Regions from separate parts of the Gossypium raimondii genome. Here region 2 is linked to region 1. A link is a contact called in public Hi-C data. All regions are on one chromosome and are shown on one strand. Each heading gives the region's core, a stretch centred on a gene start, on an enhancer-like site or on the middle of the called end of the contact. The rest is flanking DNA. Distances are from core to core; before and after follow the strand shown. Region 1 holds the start of LOC105763676 (transcription factor TGA1). Region 2 holds the start of LOC105763678 (short-chain dehydrogenase RED1).

Evidence for each region. Hi-C and Micro-C count contacts between places; a contact is called where the count stands out from the background.
Region 2: a Hi-C map of leaf shows a contact between it and region 1, with 1.9 times the contacts expected there. The contact joins the promoter of LOC105763678 here to the promoter of LOC105763676 in region 1. A contact is called at or near these places in 2 of 2 Hi-C or Micro-C datasets (both in leaf).

The regions. Positions count from the first base shown.
Region 1 is chr12:30,978,067-30,984,205 of ASM2569854v1, forward strand. It overlaps LOC105763676 (transcription factor TGA1), which reads right to left and starts at 3,229. Exons shown (of 10, transcript XM_052625523.1): 1 at 3,022-3,229; 2 at 650-812; 3 at 481-555. The coding sequence starts at 808.
Region 2 is chr12:31,276,067-31,282,205 of ASM2569854v1, forward strand. LOC105763678 (short-chain dehydrogenase RED1) reads left to right here and starts at 2,857. Exons shown (of 3, transcript XM_012581986.2): 1 at 2,857-3,291; 2 at 4,134-4,293; 3 at 5,886-6,139. The coding sequence starts at 2,952. It overlaps LOC128035615 (a long non-coding RNA gene), which reads left to right. Exons shown (of 2, transcript XR_008192141.1): 2 at 1-100.

The sequences.
Region 1 (6,139 bases), core at 1,979-4,478:
GCCTAGAAATTTAGAACTGAAAGTAATACCATCTTTTAAAATTTTGTAGGAAACTTTTTCAACAAACCAATAGATACAGTCTATCTGATATTGCTCAGCATGATACAGAACAATATTTATATCTGGTTAAAATATGCTTCAGATCTGTGTACTCTTCATGCATTTGGAATTTCATCCTCTTTCTTTTATTTAAAGAAATTTGTCTCTACTTTTCAGATTTAAGAATACAAGTTCAATTGTTAACATCCTTAGAATTCTTCTATTAAATTCAACATGTCATACGAGTAAATTTAACAGAAGAATTTTTACGGTGTTAACTGTTGAACCTAAATTTTGAAATCTGAAAAGTGAAAATAAAAGTAGAGGGACTAAATTCCAAATATACAATGAGTACAGGGACTTGGAGCATATTGTAAACTTTATATCCATTAACATCCAAAAAGAAACAAACAATTAGCATCACATGCAATTCACTGGTACCTTATCAAAAGGTTTGCTTGCTTCTTGGTCATGCTTGCAAGAAGGTGCTGGCATTTCATGTGAAGCAGTCTCAGACTGAAAATTTCAAGTAAAAATGGTTACTTGTCTCCAAAATAAGATAAAACGCGATTTACTACCAAGCAAATAATAATGCCTCAAAAATTTGCACCTCGTTTTCTAGCTTATTATCCACTTCAACAATCACTGATGCAGATATACTGGGATTGCCAATACTCTTGAAATTTTCCCCCCACATGCCAATCTGGTGGATAGGCTCATAGGTACCCATCATTCTTGAAGGCACAAACTGGGTGGATGGAAAGTCCATGCTTCTGGAATTGATAATGGTGGCAGCTTTTGTACAAGTTAGATTGATATTATAGGCATTGAGAGCTTAAAGTCTGGATAGAAACAAGACATAGGTATGTATAAGCTTGGGGAGAAGCACAAAACGAACAGGCAACAAAGAATATAATTATAAAAGCTAATCACAAAGATGCTGCATATTTTAGGACAACCCCAATCAAATAAATGGCATTTTCAATTGAGAATCACCCTTTGATAAATCAAGAGGTTTAACTAAAGAAGAAAAAGCATGTTCAAAAACATATTTTATTTCCTAAATATCATACTGACAACAAGCTCACTAGAATCAATTATCTCTTTGAGAAAGCAAATAAAAGAATTTCATGAAAGAAAAATTAGAAGGAAAAAAAAATTCGTGATTTAAATCAAAAGTAACTATTGCATTAGTCCTACTAGAATTAGGGAAATAAAAAGCTTCGACTAAAATATAGAACTCATCCATGCACAAAAAATTGGAAGAGAAATGGTAGATTTTCAAGATTAAAATTGTAAGCAAATCTTGTTAAAAATGGTCCCCATAATGGAACCATCAACGAGAGTGTAACCAGTCTTAGTGACCTCTTCAATGGCACCATTGAAGTTTATTTAAAGAATTCAACATCGTATAAAGAAAATAACACTGAAACCCTAACTCCCATCATGGCACTCAAACAAACATGGCATGAACGCAAGTGTAAACAACTAAAATGTGGTTCCTATCTGTAAGAATGAATGAAAAAGAAGTAAATGCTACCAACAAATAGAAAGAAAAATATCGCCCCAATCTAAACTTTGATTTTCAGCTTCAACTTCAATTCAAAAGAATCATTTAAAAGCTCCTAAGCAAGTATCACAGCTTCAACAATCAGGACACTGCTGCAAGCTCCTATAATCTTTCTTTCCGTTTCCCCCTTTGCATTACATGTTCTATCATCAAGTTAAAGTTCCCACTCCCTCCCCAGTCTAATTCAGTCATAATAACCTTTGAAGATACTTAATACTGTGCATCGGCAATTAGACCCTTTTATTTGGACATATAGAAGCCTAACAGTTAAGGAAGATAAATCTATGCTGCATAGTAGGATCGGCAACAGCACTGATTGCTGTGCAAGGTCATAGATAATAGAGAATAGTTGGTAAAGGATGGACAATGACATCTTTTTGTGCTTCCCCGGCCTGTTTATGATTCCACTAAAGAGCAATCAATTACGCAAAATCAACTTGAATTTAGTGCTTTCTTCTCAGAAAACACAGATTATTTGTATCCAAGTGTGAGAAAAGATTGAAAACCAATTATGATTCTCCTCTACCCAGCTCAGTCTTAAGCTGTCAACTGTTTTCATTATTGGAGCTCACTGTTCACTTGTCTCTTATGTTCATGGTGGACCTATTGCTACTCCTGTTCCTAGTCCTAAAATTCTTCATTACCATCAAAACTAGAAAGATTTTCTTCCATAGGACCTTTCTTAATATGCACAAAACAAATAACAAAACTTGCAGAAAAAATAGTTTCTTCTGCTTCAAAAGTAGATTGCATAGCAGTGAAACAATTGTAGATCCTAGCAAAATCGCAACAGGTTGAATAAAACAAAGGAGAATTCAAAGAAAACCCAAAACATTTAAATAAAATTATGCATAAGCATATGAATACGGATAAGGAAGAATTGAGAGCTTCTATTTGAGTCATTCAATAGCAACAGATGGAAAAAAGAAGAAAAAAGAAGCAAACTCCGAAAATCAAATCTGAAAGGAAACATGATTAATAATCAATATTTATCCCATCTATTTTTTCACCTCTGAACAAAAGTTCCACCAAAAAAAAATCATCCAAGATAGAGAAAAGAGAAATAAAAGATGCATGGCTAACAATTAAACGCTAAACCCAAAACCAAAGAAATTAGCCAAAAAAGTAAATGAATAAAAACCCATTTCCTTAACCCCAAAAAATTTCAATACTTCTCTTAATTTACATCTTACATAAAAACAAAAATAACAGAGAAAACTCCAATTAAACCGAAAAAATGTTTAATTCAAAGGAAAAACACAATACTTGAAAACACCCTTTGTTTAAACAACTTAACCAGTTTTTGAATGTTATATTTTTGTGTTATTTTTCTCCCCCAACTCTCCCGGAAACCAAACACCCACCAAAATTTTTCAAAAAAGAGAGAAGAAGAAGAAAAAGGGAAAACCAACCTTCTCGTTTGAAGGGTCGTTAGAAAGAGTTTCCCGCTAAAATTATAGGTCCAAAAACAGCACAAAAAAAAAAAGTTGAAATTCAACAAGCAATGGCTCCTTCTTGTATCTAAATCGCCCTCAGTCTCATCACTCCCAACATCAATCCTACTGAGAGCACCACACCTTAATACACCCCATTCAAACTGTTCCACCAATCTTTTATATTTTCTTTTTAAAATATTCTTTTTTTCTACTAATAATATTTTGTATTCTTTCGTATAAATTTCTTTTTCTAATTATCATTTTGCATTTGTCTGTGTGTTATCGTGATCTTACACACTACACTGAGTCGACAGCAACACCATTAACAATTTTTACATTATATTAAAAAAACAAATTTATTAATTATTAAAAAGAATTGCCCATCTTTCCACTATCGCTAATGTGCGCACCAGGTGGCTTCTTATCCTACGCACCACTCCCTCTTAACCTACGCACATCCTTCTTCCCTTCCTTGTCTTGATAACTCACGTCATATTTCCCGGCGGAATTTGTTTTTGTCTTTAGTGGGAAGTTAGGTTTAAGCGCTTGGTGAGAGCGTGGGCGGGAAATTCAGGCGAAGGAGTTGACGCGTGCGTGTAACCGCCTCACAAGGAGCGTGGAAAGGTATTTTAAAGTTTTTTGTTTCGATTTTATGCTTTTGGTGGTGGGATGGTAACGGCTATTCCATTGAGAAATTCGGGGGTAGGGACGGGTAACAAAAAGAATATGTGAGCTTATTAATATTTGATATACTGAGATTCTCTAAGGGCAGTATTGGAAATTTAAAATAAAAAAGAATTTGAATCTTCTTGGAAGAATAATGAACATGTTTGCCCATTACTAAAATATATAAGATGGATGTGCAGGAAGCTTCGATATACTTACTTTAGACTCAAGTTTAGGGTATTTTAACATCAAACTTTGTATGTGAATATAGAAACAAATATAGAAACAAATGTATGTTTAAAAATAACATACAATAAGTCTGTTTTTTAACATGTTTCTGTCTGCCGCTGCTGGCAGGTTCTTGTTTTTAGATTTATGTTAGTTTTATGGTTCTCTTGAAGGATCTTGACTGCGCTATTTGTATCAAGGGTTGTAACAGGCTTAATCCATATCCGTCACCGGAACAGGGTTACGAAGCATTATCGGAGTTTACAGATCAAATACAATTAATTCATATTATTTACTATTCATATCTGAAATCAATCATATTGTTTCTTAAATGGGCCCTCGAGGCCCAAAGTATGCATTTAAAATAGGTCGGGACTAAACCGGGAACTCAGAGAATTTTTCGCAAAATTTCAAAAATTTTCCTAGGTGTAGGGGACACACACCCGTGTGGTCAGGTCGTGCACGCTTGTGTCTTAGGCCATGTGGGCATTCGAAATAGGGGCACACGGTCGTGTCCCAACCCGTGTCCAATTTAGGTTGCTTATTGACTTGGGTCACACGGCCAAGCCACACGCCCGTGTGCTAGGCCGTGTGAACAACTTAATTTACATTAATTAGGGGCAAGGGTCACACAGCCAAAACACACGCCCGTGACACACGGCTAAGACATACATCTGTGTCTCTACCCGTGTGGAAATACCCGGGCATTCTGTTTCTTAATTTTAAAGATGCAGGGGACACACGGCCAAACCACACTCCCATGTGTATGATCGTGTGTCACACACGGCTGAGACACATGCCCGTGTCTCTACCCGTGTGGACAAAAATAGGTCATTTCCAAGGCCACATTTCACACCCAACTTGGCGTCAACCTAACCAACCAATTTTGCACCATTACAAGTCACAATAAGACCTTCAATTCAAGCCAATTTCAAGCTCAATACATGTCATAACATCCCATATTTCCAAGTATTCAATCTTACCTAATTGGCCATATAAATATATGAGTATATTTCACCAATTCATGCAACCCTTAACATACTTATGTAACTTCCACCATTCAACCATTTTAATGCACATCAAACATGATAAGTCCTTATATAATTACAATAAGATATGTTTAACACTAGTCATTCCAATGGCTAGTTATAACCAAAACATTATCATGCCAACATTGGCTAAATAACCTATACATGCAATTATAACTTAAATTAGTTTTCTAGTTATACCAAAATGAGCTGAGTGATAGTGTGGTGATGCTCCGACCAGCTTCTAACCTTTACGAGCTTCCAAATACTATAAACTAGAGAAAATAAAACAAAGTAAGCATATAATGCTTAGTAAGTTCGTATAACGAGAAATTAACTTACGATTCATTTTTTTTAAAATAAACATATAAATGGCATCCAAATAATTTGGCTAAAAGCCTATCACTAATCACGTTAGTCATGTATTTCATATGAATAATAAGCATAAGGATGTGCTCATCAATACCAAATTTCCATGTATTTCATGTATATACAACTAACAATTCACTTTAAATTCATTTATTTTCTCGTATTAGAGTTTACCCGTTGAATCATTTAAAATATCAATGGATACCCGGTAGTACACATAAAGTGTACAAGTCTATACTTCGTCAATTCATATTCGGGATTGTTCATACGAGCACATAAACGGGAAGCTCTCTCTCGAGCCATATAACGAGAAGCTTATATGAGCCATGTAACAAAAAGTTTATCCAGGTTGTATAACGGGGAGCTCATAAGAGCCATAATCAGGAAGCTCATACGAGCCAATAACGGGTAGCTCTGAAAAGCCATTAATCGGGAAGTTCAAGCGAGCCATATCGGGAAGCTCATAAAGAGCCTTTAATCGGGAAGCTCACGAAGAGCCATAAAATGGGACGCTCATAAGAGTTGCGGTGTGTCCACAACACATGCAGGATCACAACCGATCGAAATGCTCCGAAGAGCTATTAGCGGGAAGCCCGCAGGAACTGTATAACGGGAAGCTCGAAAGGGCTAATAACAAGATGCTCTTTCAAGCTGTGGTGTGTCCGCAACATATATAGGACCACGACCAATACGAAAACCCTGTATCCATCGAAATTTCATCTATTCAAACGAGACTTAATATTTATCGGGCTTTGTCGGATATGTAATCAATTTCATATAAATAGCAATTATACAATTCACAT
Region 2 (6,139 bases), core at 1,607-4,106, 300 kb after region 1:
TTGGAATGGCTTGTGATAGATATGTTTTGATGAGTATATAAAAGTCTATATATGGTTTACGTGTGTTTGAAATAAATAAGTGATGGAAATCATATAAATATATTGCTGAATGGTTGAAATGGCATATTTAGTATAAAGATATTTTATAAGTATTAGGTTAATTTGATAAAAATAAAGACTTGGTCATATGTATTGATATGTCATGCATGATACTTGGTATTGCCTTGATTTGGATGTATTGTATTCGCTTGCGAATGTGTTTAAATGTGAATCTAGGTGGAAGACAAACTGGGTGAGAAATAAGGCTTGGAAATGAACTATTTTGTCCACATGGGCAGAGACACGGACGTGTGTCTTAACCGTGTGTGACACACGGCCTAACATACGGGCGTGTGGTTTGGCCGTTTGTCCCCTGCATCTTTAAAATTTCAAAACAAAATGCCCAAATATTTTCTCACGGCCTGGCACACAAGTGTGTGGCTTGGCCGTGTGACCCAAGTCAGAGAGTTACACTGGTACGGACACAAGCTGGGTCACGCTCGTGTGTCGTACTTCGAATGCCCAAACGGCCTAAGACACGGGAGTGCCTCTTGGCTGTGTGAGCCACACAGTCTGACCACATGGGCGGGTGTCCCCTGCATCTTGGAAAACTTTTGAGATTTTGCGAAAAATTCTCTGAATACTCAGTTTAGTCCGGACTTGTTTTTAACGTATGTTTTAGGTCTCGAAAGCTCTTGTAAGGGACCTTATGATTGATTTCTGATATGAATGTTAAATAATATGAATTGTCTATATTTAATTATGATAATACTCCGAAACCCTGTTCTGGTGACATATATGGGTTAGAGGTGTTACATGTACCCAGTAGGTTGGAATTTACGGTATTAAATAATATTACAATTAGACTTTGATCTTTATAGTCTAGTAATAAATTAAATATATATATGGCTGATCAATTGTGTGTTATTAAAGGCATATAAATAAATCATGCAATTACTTAAGTATATTTAAAAATGTATATTTGTTTGATTAGTTACATAAATCATATAATTTAGTGTCGAATTATTCGCAGTCGCTTTGGCAACGATTGTAATGCACTGTAGCTAGAGCTCGATAATCGGATCGAGTATAAGTTATTACAAATAAGGTCCTTAAACACTCAAGAGAAGACAAGAGAACAATATTCAAAGATCAAAATCTTAAGTTTCATCATTCTTACTTTATTATTCTCATACTTATAGTTTGTACATAAACATTTGTCGAGTTTATTTTCTTTCTTTCAATTGCTTAATTGTATTTTGATAGAACTTAATTTTGTAAAAATCTACCTTAGAGATGTTTTTATTGTTTTCATATTTTAAATTTTTCAAAAAGAAAAGAAAAAGAAAAAAGAGGAAGGGTATCTAGTTGAGTCATCAAAATCTAGTACGGTTATAGTTTAGCCTTGGGAAATATTCTATCTAAGCCTTGAAAAATGATAGAGATTATAAAGGTTATACATTTTCCTTAAAAGGTAACAATTCAATATAGTGACTTGAGAAACTTTAGTTAAGATATATTAAGATAGTGGAGATGAGAAATTGGGGTTGAACCATTATAAATTGAATTATAAAACTTTTTCCTCCCTCTTCTTTTATTTGTAGAAAAATTTTGAAATCTCAATTCACCCATTTTGGTTCTTTTAAACCTAACATTATCCATAATGAGTTTTTGTTGTTGTTAACCCTACTCAACTAATCAAATATGAATTAGAAGTTCATCTTCTTAAGTTACTCCTCCAATGAAGGAGATAAAAATAAACACACATGCTTCTTTTAATCCCAAAACTCAAATGGAAAGAATCATTGATGGCTTTAGTGCTTGTTATCTTTGCTTCTTCTGCAATCATGGAAAAGCGAGAAGGTAATGAGAATAGGAGTAGAATGGAAAAGGTGCATGAATGGACAAAGGTACTATTCATCTATGATATTCGATTTTCTATGTTTAATAAAATCGATGCAAAACAAAGTTGACATAAAACTAGAATGAATTGGGAAGAACAAAAATAAATCTATACATGACATACACACAATGTGGGCCTAAAGACCCAGATATACACAATTGCACATGATAGGACTTGAACTTAGGTTTTTAGGACTCTCACCTTTTGCCTACAATACCAATACTTAATTGGCTTAACTAGTTTTGTTGTTGTAATTAAGGCTAGTTTGCATTGCTATTGAGATTGAGAGGTACTTTTGAAAAGCTTTGTTTGAAAAATAATATTCTAAAAAATATTGGGAAATAATATCTCTTATTAATTTCAAGTGTTTGGCATTATTGTCAAAAATTATAGTGAAAAGTTAATATTTGTTTTAGATATAAAATAAATTAATTCAAATAATATTAAAATAATTTAATATAATTATACATGAAATAAAATTTTAAATACTTTTAATTTCTACAAAAAATAATTTTAATTAACTAATAAAATATTTTTAAAATTAATCATACATGAAATATTTTAAATTTTCAATATAAAAATAAATTATTTTAAATAATATAATGATATTAGTAAAAAATAATTAAATAATTAAATATAATGATAAATTATAATTAAATAATTTAAAATAATCACACATAAAATATTAATTAATTTAAATATTTACATACATTTTAAATATATTTTGATAAAAATTACTTCAAAATGAAAAGCTAAAAACGCTTAAATCCTTTGTTTTGGTTTTGGGTGGAAAAAAACCTTTTTTACTATCTGACTTTGCGGTTGGGATTGGAAAACCCTATTTTGCCCCCATACGGTGTGAGTATCAAAACATTTTAACGATTAGTACAAATTAATTACTGAAATTCCCGATGTAAAATTCTTCTCGTATTTATCGCTTTTGAATTTTTCAATTTGAACAAGTTCAATAAGAAGTCCGTTCTGAAGAACTTCCACTCTTTTCAATTCAATGGAATCCCAGGATCAAAGCCCAGTTGTTCTAATCACAGGATGTTCCCAGGGGGGAATCGGGCATGCCCTCGCACGAGCTTTTGCCAATAACAACTGCAAGGTGGTGGCGACAAGTAGGTCTTTAAGCTCCATGTCCGATCTGCAACGAGATCCCAGGTTTTATCTTCAAGAACTCGATGTTCTCTCGGAGCAAAGCGTGCAGCATGCCATGTCCAATGTAATAAATAAGTTTGGTCGTGTTGATGTCTTGGTTAATAATGCTGGGATCCAATGCGTTGGCCCTCTTGCAGAAGTCCCTTTGCCTTCCATGGAAAGTGCCTTCAATACCAATGTTTTTGGTAAAGTTATTATCTCCTTTTACTTTACTTTTTTTTGTTATTGTTAATTGAACCTATCAAATGAACTGCTCATTCATGATGAAGTTATGGAATCAAGCAATCAATTGATTGTTGAAACAAGTTGATCAAGCTTTGGTCCTTTAATTGATCCCGATTCCTCTGAAAGTTGCGATTGCTGGATGCTGAACCAGGTCTATATTTTCAATGTTGTCATATTTGAAGTAAATCATAGTATGTAATCTTGTGTACTAAATGAAAATTGTACTGTATCCAGTGTTCTAAAGTTGAATTATTTGTTATTTTGGCTCTTGGCCTATCTCTTAATGCTAGATATTCAATGATATTTCTGTTATATTATTAAGGCAGGGATTTAAGGGCCTAAGAAACTTTCTGATAACCTCAAAGCAGCACCTATGAGTAGTCTTTCCCTAATTGGCTGGACTGTACCATTACACTGCTTTGTTGCTTGGACTTTTCATATTGTCCGACGCCATGTCGAGCTCGCTTTTTGGACATGGGTACTTGTATGACCCTCTAAATACATGAAAAAATTAGAAAAAATTGGATATACTTAGTGTTTAAGCATACCATATCTGACCGTAACATGGCTACTATGTTTCATTCATCAATGAATCCAAACTTCATAATAGTCGTTTGTCTTTAATGAATCCACTGCATACTTCTCATTTTCTTTCTTTTTCCCTTCTTGGTGAATATCAGGAATTGGATTGAAGACCCCTTCCTAGCCCCACTCCAATCCACATTAACACCAAAACATTGAATTTTGATTTGTATAGATGCTATTAGTTGTCTGGTGTTAATGGTGTTGTATTTGATTGCAGGTGCGATGAGACTAGTACAAGCTGTTGTACCTCACATGGCATCTAAGAAAAAGGGTAAGATTGTGAATGTTGGAAGTGTTAGTGCTTTGGCTCCTGGGCCATGGTCCGGTGTCTATTTTGCATCTAAAGCAGCCCTTCATGCGCTAACTGATACCTTGAGGTTAGTTTAACATTACATCTGCATTAAAGAATAAGCTGCAAAGGCAATTCGTTAACTACCGTCTAAGTTCACCAGAAAAATAATGTTCTTGCACATATCTTTAGATTCAGGTGACTAAATAACAATATAGAACTGAGTGATTTAACCTTATACGATTGTTATTGATGCAAACAAATAAAATTTATATCTTTGTTAATAAAAAATTGTCTACATGCTGATGTGGACTACTGAAATCTGACAATACAAGCATGTAGATAGAACTAACGTAGCAAAAGAATTTCTTTTATTAAAGACGTATGCTTTGTTAGATTTCAACACAGTTAGATTTCAGAAGTCCATGTCAGCATTTAGATTGTTTCCGGTTTCCACTAACTTTGTTATCAATTTTTATTTGTTTACACCAATATTAGACTTTCAATTGTTAGAATACTCAATTATATTGTACACAGACTAAATTACACTTTTGACTATAATGTAGGGACTGCCTAGAGACTTTAACTGAAATTTATTTAACCTAATTGTTTTTAGTATTTGAATGGAGTCAACATCCACCAAATATTTTACTATTCAAAATTGTCATCCAATTCTGTTTCTACAAATTAATTGTTAATATTTTCAAAATCTGATGCATTTGCTGCATGATAATGCTTGGAATTTTAAAGCTTTCAAATCTTGGCCCCTTATCTTCGAGGGTGCAATTGGTTTGAGAAATTGAAGATAACCATTGCATATCAAATTGCTTTTTCTATATCTTTTCTGTCTACTAAAAATATCTAGATATGTATAACTTATGTTGCTCTGACACTTAATTCTTCTTGAAGTATGTGTGTTTGATGTACGTCTGTACATGAGTATAGAGATATATCCTTCAAGGATCCTCCAAATACATACAAAAACTTAGCAATGGATTATATCTGTGTTGAATACATATTCATATCTGCCAATTATACCAGAGACTTGAGTAAAATAGTTTATAGCATCTTGTAGTTTATCAAGATCCAGATCATTGTGATTGATTTATTATCTTATAGTTGCGTATATATTTTGTCCCAAATTCTAACTTATTAGTATTTCCACAAAACTAGGAAGCTTAGATCCCCTTTCTGGAGAAGAAAGAGCATTCCCAGTCTAAGGATATATATGTTTTTGAAGGAACATTAGGATATATTAAGTGACTGGATATGTGGTATTACCATTTACTTGGGGATATTTTGATATATATGCACACATGGTATGGGCTTTGGTAAGAGCCAGGGGTTGAACTTTGAACCTGCAGGTTTATGTCGGATGAAGAATCTGCAGGTTTAAATCCCCTTTACATGAGCCTGTGGGCTAGAACCTGCAGGTCATATGAGATTATTACTAGTTAAAACTTGAAAGCAAACAGAAGAAAATAGCTATAATTAGATAATGGCAGGTAATCTTGCATTGTTATGATTCTTCATTGTAATGACATTCCAAATACATGAAAAACTTAAGAAAATTACCGATGCATGACAGTCATCGAAATCTGAGTAACAAAGCGGAATCTTTTATGATCTACCAAAGCAAGCAAAAAAGCAGTTGAATTTTTATATTTGTGATGTATGTAGGTTGGAGCTGAGCCATTTCGGGATCGATGTCATCAATGTTGTCCCAGGAGCTGTAAGGTCAAACATAGGGAATTCTGCTATAGCTAGCTACAATAGGATGCCTGAGTGGAAGCTATATAAACCATTTGAAGAAGTCATCCAAGCGAGAGCTTCCTTCTCACAAAGATCCAAGTCGACCCCAACGGATGTGTTCGCAAAGGATACAGTGAATGTGATTTTGAAGAAAAGCCCACCAGCTTGGTTCTCATCGGGTT